Linked DNA regions of Anser cygnoides: region 1 is linked to region 2. The links are chromatin contacts, called in public Hi-C maps. All regions are on one chromosome and are shown on one strand. The core of a region is the stretch at or near the end of the contact, and the rest is flanking DNA. Distances in the headings are between cores, read along the strand shown.

Region 1 (3,114 bases), core at 38-2,537, 230 kb after region 2:
TGCTTTGCTTGGTCTGGCTGCTTCGTTTTAGATTGAGCAGAAGATGTTTCACACCTTAATATTCTTCTGTTGTTAGCTCTGTCTCATCAGTGTTTGGGGTTTCATTTTAAGTAGGAGGTTAAAAAAAAAAAACAAAAACAAAACAAACAGAACCAGGCAGAAACAACACAGAAAATCTGCAGATAATATGCTTCATAATCCTGATGGAAATCTCAGTTGTGTGAAGGTCTGCCTGAAGAGATCGTGATTGCAGCCAAGCCAATGCAGAAAAATTTCCCTGAACTGCCTCACAGATGGACTGGAGGACTGGAGATGATGTGTTGTGCCTTTGTGTGTGTGCGTGCCACAGAGTATTCAGGTGTGATTTAAAATCTGAGGTACTTCAGAGTCTACTTGAATTAGAGCTTCTTATCTTGGTTGTTCTGGGGATTTGCATCCATTTTGCTCTTTCTGTCTGACCAGCAAATGCCAGTGTCAGCGGTTTGCTATTCAGACAAGATTATGAGAGACTTGTGTGAGCAAGCAGCAGTGGTGTGGAGTAGAAAAACTCTGCAGTGTTGTTTCCTTGCCACGTTCTGCAACTGCAGAAGCAAAACTCATCTTAGCAGTGGCTTCAGGCCTGCTTGTTTGTTTGTACTCATCATCCAGAAGGTAACAATGTGTTTATAAACGTGTCTTCTGTTGTGTGTTCACCTTTAGAGGTGTTGATGAAAGAATTAGGGATGGAAAATATTGTGTATTCCTGATCTGGATCTACAGTTCCCTAACATCCAGGGAGAACAAACCAAGCTATGAATAATAAATACAGGCTCTGGGGCAAAACTATTTTCCATTCATAAAATTCAGTAAAGGCTGAGTAGTAATTTCTAAACATGTTGAAAAGCAACAAGAACTCCATCTTGGGACCAGAAAGCTTCTGATGGCTTCTTCAGCTTTTGCTATGCCACCGTTAATAGGTAAATTGGTCTCCAGCTGACTGATGCAGCTTGGTTTAGTTCCCAGCCTGAGTAGTTTGAACTTGAAAAAATAAGGGAAAAACAAAACCCTTTTTTCCTTCTTTGATTTTTCTCTTGGCTTTCAGAATGGGAAAGCCAAATGGGTTAGCGGGAGCGTAACTTGAATAAATAAAGTAGGGAGAACAGATGAAAGTTGTAGCATTGTGTTTTGGGCTGAATTAAAAGCTATTGAGCAGACTCTGACATTTCTGAGATGATGGGGTAGTGATTGGCATCTTGTGATCTGATGTTGGTCCTGCAGTTACCCAAGGGGTTCTCTGGGGCAACAGGCAGAGCGCTCCTTGGAGAGAGGTAAAGCACCATCATTTGATTTGGGTACTTTAGGATTTGGGTATTTCAGTAAAGGGTATCTTGAGCATTCAGTAGGAAAACCTGATTATGACTTGCTCTCCTCCTGCCCTGGAACAGCCTGTTGCTTTTCTAACTGTTTGTCAAGTGGCTAAAGGAGGTGAAGTTTTGCAAGCGACAAGAAAGCACCCTGGATCAAAGTATCGCATTTTTCAAGGTAAGGCTGCATCAAACTGTGGAGAAACAAATCAGCATGGTGAAGAACAATCTGTGCATTTTATCACTCTGACCTCAGCTGTAAAACCTGCCATAAGAAAGCTAATAAAATGGGAGCCACACAAGCAAACAGAGGGCACGGGATTATCAGCAAACATTTATTTTGGCTCTGGTGGAGCCACTCTCCTGATCAAAGCGGCTGGAGTTTGAACCTCCTAAGTTGTTCCCTGCATGGTTTGGGTGTGCCTTGCTCCTGCACTGATGGCATCAGTATGCTCTGTGCAGCTGAGTGGAAGAGGGAAGATATGGTAGGGAGAAGGAAACTGCATGTGAGGCTGTTGTACTGCAGTGTGAGACAACAGTAGCTCATTTTAGCTTTGCCAGCTGCTGCCTGGGTTAGGAAAACAACCTAAGGCTTATTGTATAACTAGATAGTACAGGCATTATCATAGGGCCAACGGGGAATGCTTTACCATCTTGCAGGCTCATTCCTGACAGACTGAGAAGCTCTGCAACCCTTATCATCAAAATACCCCGCTGGCAGAAATCCCCCAGAGCCTCAGGCAGGGTTCTTTGAGAGCCTCTTCTTCTGTCCGATCTCTCTGTTCAGGCTTTGCGCCAACTGGAGATGCCTGAATCCCTCTTAGCAATTTGTCTCCTGGCTGATGCTAACTGCTCCTCTGTGATCCTTTCAGGCTCCTTGGTCAGTGTCCTGTGTCCATGGAGGCGGAGGGTTCTCAGTGGGTGAACGTGGTGCTCAGTCTCACTTATTGGGGAAATATTTAATGAGCTTCTGGGAGCAGCTGACATGGATGAAAAACACCGTAATGGTATGGAAACAGAGGGAGGAGAAAGTTTTAAGGCCTCACGAGCAGGATCTTTCTATGCAAATATTTTGTTTCACTGTATAGGTTTAAGAGCAGAACAAAGGCAGCTTTATTTCTGACTTTTATTGCTGTTTGTTTTCTCACTATTTTTATTCCTTCTGTATCTTTTTCCTTGCATGCTGTTGGGGAAATTGTTGTAGACACTGATGCGCTTGAAATCAGGTCTAGTTTAAGGCCAGCTCCTCATATGTTTAAATCAGAGAGCACTGAGAGACAAATGGGGGAGCTGGGCTGAGAATATCTGCTAATGTGATGGCTTTTCTCAATGGGCCAGGGCAGCCCTGGAGAACCATGTAGTCCCTGTCCCAGAGAAGAGAGCAGGGGAGTGCTAAGGGAAGAGTTAACCCTGTAAGTGTTAGTCTGTAGAGGATTGCCTCATAATACATATTTATACAATTCTTATTTTTAAAAGGCTCTGTGTTACCTAGCCAGAGCTAGGTCAGGGTAATAATATTCCAGGGGGCCTTCTTGGAGGTGTGGGTATTGGGGGGGAATACTACAGTAATCTAGAAGGCTGGCAGAGCATAGAGGGAAACCTCTTTGTCCCAGGGGACTGCATGTGACTTTGTCCTCTTATCTTCCACAGCCAGCTCTCGTCATGTGAGGAAGATGCTGCATCCATCACATGAGGTTTTCCTGTTCAAGGCTGGTTGAACACTGACATGTGCCCCAAGTCTGTCTGAGGGCTTTTCTGGAGGGGAATCCCA
Region 2 (3,105 bases), core at 544-3,043:
GCAGGCAGAGAGGAAGGCAAGTTGCACAGGAAAGGCCTGCTCTTTCTATCACCCTTTTCCTATTCACCATTCACTAAGGCTGTAAAATGCTTTCCAGTCTGCTTTTTATCCTGCAGGTACTCACAGCTGGCAAGTGCAAGAGCAGAGAGCTGCCCTTGCAAAAGCCCCTACAGAGCACACAACCTTGTCCTGGCTGACCACGTTTGTGTTGCTTCTCTGAGGCGAGGAAATGAAGGTGGCACAGTTTCACGGAGTCAAAGAGTTGTGACACAGGAGCCAAAGAAGATGGGAGACGTAAGAGAGGGAGTGGACAGGCGGGGAGGTGAGGCCACAGGGAGGCGGCCATGTGAAGCTGCAGCTCGGCTGCTGCCTCTTCAGCTTCTGGGAAAAAACAAACTTCTCAGGAGATATATTCATAAGCAAAACCTCAAGGACTCCATCTGAGAATGCAAAAACTTTTCCTACTGCATGAAAGAAACCACTATATAGCTGTAGCCAAAATCACTTTTTCCTTCAAACTGTGGCAAGAAAAGACTTTTGCTGAAGTCTATTTACAATTCAAGCTGCAATTTTAAGTCGGTCTATTCAGAACAGTCCACTTTGTCTTTTAGAGGTGGCAAGCAAGAAACAAAACAAGGAGTAAACTGCTTTCCTGCATACACAAACAAAATTATCAAGAGAGACACACTGAACATGGAAAGTTTCAGATAAAAGAGCAGATAGAGATCAAGGTGGGGAGTCTGCTGGTTTGGTTCTGTTTTCCTGTGTGTTTTTTTTCCTTGGAACTAAGGTGGAATAGAGAGTAGAGCTTGAGATACTGAGGAGTTATTAGATAAAACAGGGTGTTGTAGTGGAAACGATTTGGGGACTTTAAAGCAAGTGTTTATTGCCAAACACTCCTGACATCCCAAGAGAAATGTCAGCAAACCCATCACATAAATAATGCTCAAAACTGGAGCAGACAGAGCACTGGAAATGAATGTTGGACAAGCAGCTGGCATTACCAGTCGGATGAGCCAATGACTTACTATTTTTCCTATGTTAACTGAAATAACCCCAGCTTTTTCTTTTTTTTATTATTTTACAATAGGCCCAGCCACCACTAGGTGGTAGCAGCTTAGTAAGTTTGGTACTTTTTATGAACTTGCACCCTGCTGCTCTTCTACCCACAATTTGGAGAACATCTTTCCAACCTGCAGTCACCTTGCAAAAACATGGGGGCTATCTTTGTCCATTTTTATTGTAAACACTCTAACATTTAGCCACCTTCATTACAACACATTAAATCATACACAAAGTTAAATATTTAATTTGCCCATGGTTGAGGGATCTTCGTTCATATCTTGGAAATTAAAAAATTAAAGATAGAAAAGGACTTTTTAAAGTAAAGGGAACTAAACACATCTGGGGAAAAAGGAGAGAACCAAAACTGGAAAGGGGTTATTAAATGAAACAGCTGGTTGAAACTAATACCCTGGAGAACAGATGAAGAGCACAATGATGTTTGCCTTTTACACAAGCTGGGATCCCCCGGTACCTTCAAGTGAGCAGTTCAAGTCACCAACACAAACAAAGGCATTCAGGACCAGATCTGACTGCACCTAGCAAGTGGAAATCTGCACTGAACTGGGGGAAAAAAGGCCAGAGACTTTCAGTTCACAGTGAATTCTCCTGTTTATCAGAAAGGCAGTTTTATGTAAAGCTGGCAATACACTCAGGAAGTTATATATCATGTCCTCAGTATCTTCTACACAACAGCTCTAGCATTCAGTCCAACTTCATGGCTCTTCTGTTTGCCACTCACTCCTGCTCTAAGCAACTCTTGCTTTGCCGTGAGCCACAGCTCTGGAGTGGCTGTTAAACTTTGTCTGACAGAAAATGCAGTTTCAAGCCCTTTGTCCTCTAGGAAATAACCACAAATGTAGTTCAGAGGTACAGACAACTATGACAGTTTGGAAAAACAAAAAGTCCTCCGCTATAACCAGGGCTCACATGATTTCTGTGGTGATCACAGAGTGGCAGATTTCTAGAGCAAAGATGAATTCTGCTAAAGACTAATCGGAAAATTCACTGTTGAGCATACTTACTTCGTAAATATTTGCCTAGTTAGCACAGAGCAGTTGTTTTTGACTCTCTCACATCAGAAGCAAGCTCTTTAAAGAAAGTGATCTTTCCTTAGGAAAGTGTCTTTCTGAATTATGTAACAGATAATCCCTTACCCCATTCCCATCCCACATCTCACCTCCATCGACTACATTTTGTCACAAGAAAGGAGCATTCAGAAGGGCCTAAGGAGGCGAGGGCAGGCTTGCTTTAACATGATGAAAGTGGGCGATTCACTAAATTGCTCCACCGTACAGCTGCAGCACTCTGCCCTGGCCCGAGCGCTGTGAGCCACCCCTCCTGGATTAGATACTCTCCTCCTGTGTCACGAGCTGTCGTCAGGCTGCTCCTTCTGCTCCACCAAGCAAGGACACGCATGAGCCCCATCGCTTACACACATTGCCCGACTCCTATTCAAAGCCACCATCCTGTTTTTCCTTTCGTTTTAAAGCAAGACCAAAAGAAGCCCTCTATAAACTTGTTCCCAATGACACTCTATTGAATTGTGCGTCCTGTCTTACACCTCACCTTAAAGCTTTCCTCTCCACTTCCTTTAGGGCAGACCAAATGCCTCCCAAGCATCTCCCCTCATTCCCTTTCCTTTCAGCATACAGTGCAATCTGGACTATGGTTCACTTGCAGGTCTAGCCTTCACAGGGCTTCTCCTGTGATTCCCAACCACAACGCTCACCCAGAACGAAAAGAGAAATTACCCCTTTTAAACCGAGCCACAGCATCAAATTGTAATTTACTTCCACTGATTCTGAAATCCATTTTGCTTGGATGGTGGAGGAAGACCACAGGTCCAAAGCTGCTGAATGATTCTGGCCTGTGATTAAACACCAGCTGGTGAAGCCTGCTAGAAACACTCAGCCGTGCTACAAAGTGCACGCGGTAATGCTACCAGCACAGGAGCTGGGCTCCTTTCTTGCTTTCTGAAGCTGCTATTTGAAGACACAAAGCGTTTGATAGCAAAGCCAATTTCAACAGCATCCGTCTCCA

What was found. Hi-C and Micro-C count contacts between places; a contact is called where the count stands out from the background.
Region 1: a Hi-C map of liver shows a contact between it and region 2, with 2.1 times the contacts expected there. The contact joins two enhancer-like sites. A contact is called at or near these places in 2 of 7 Hi-C or Micro-C datasets (granulosa cells and liver).

The regions. Positions count from the first base shown.
Region 1 is chr2:72,781,989-72,785,102 of Taihu_goose_T2T_genome, forward strand. The region is part of intron 1 of LOC106034886 (a long non-coding RNA gene); the gene reads left to right. Among named protein-coding and RNA genes, the nearest start is that of LY86, 31 kb to the right of the region's middle. Within about 2 kb of position 1,288, at least 2 of the 3 cell types and tissues checked have open chromatin away from gene starts, as enhancers often do. A contact at or near this core is called in liver, where this site is marked.
Region 2 is chr2:72,553,633-72,556,737 of Taihu_goose_T2T_genome, forward strand. All of the region lies in intron 9 of RREB1 (ras responsive element binding protein 1), which reads right to left. Among named protein-coding and RNA genes, the nearest start is that of SSR1, 35 kb to the left of the region's middle. Within about 2 kb of position 1,794, at least 1 of the 3 cell types and tissues checked has open chromatin away from gene starts, as enhancers often do. A contact at or near this core is called in liver, where this site is marked.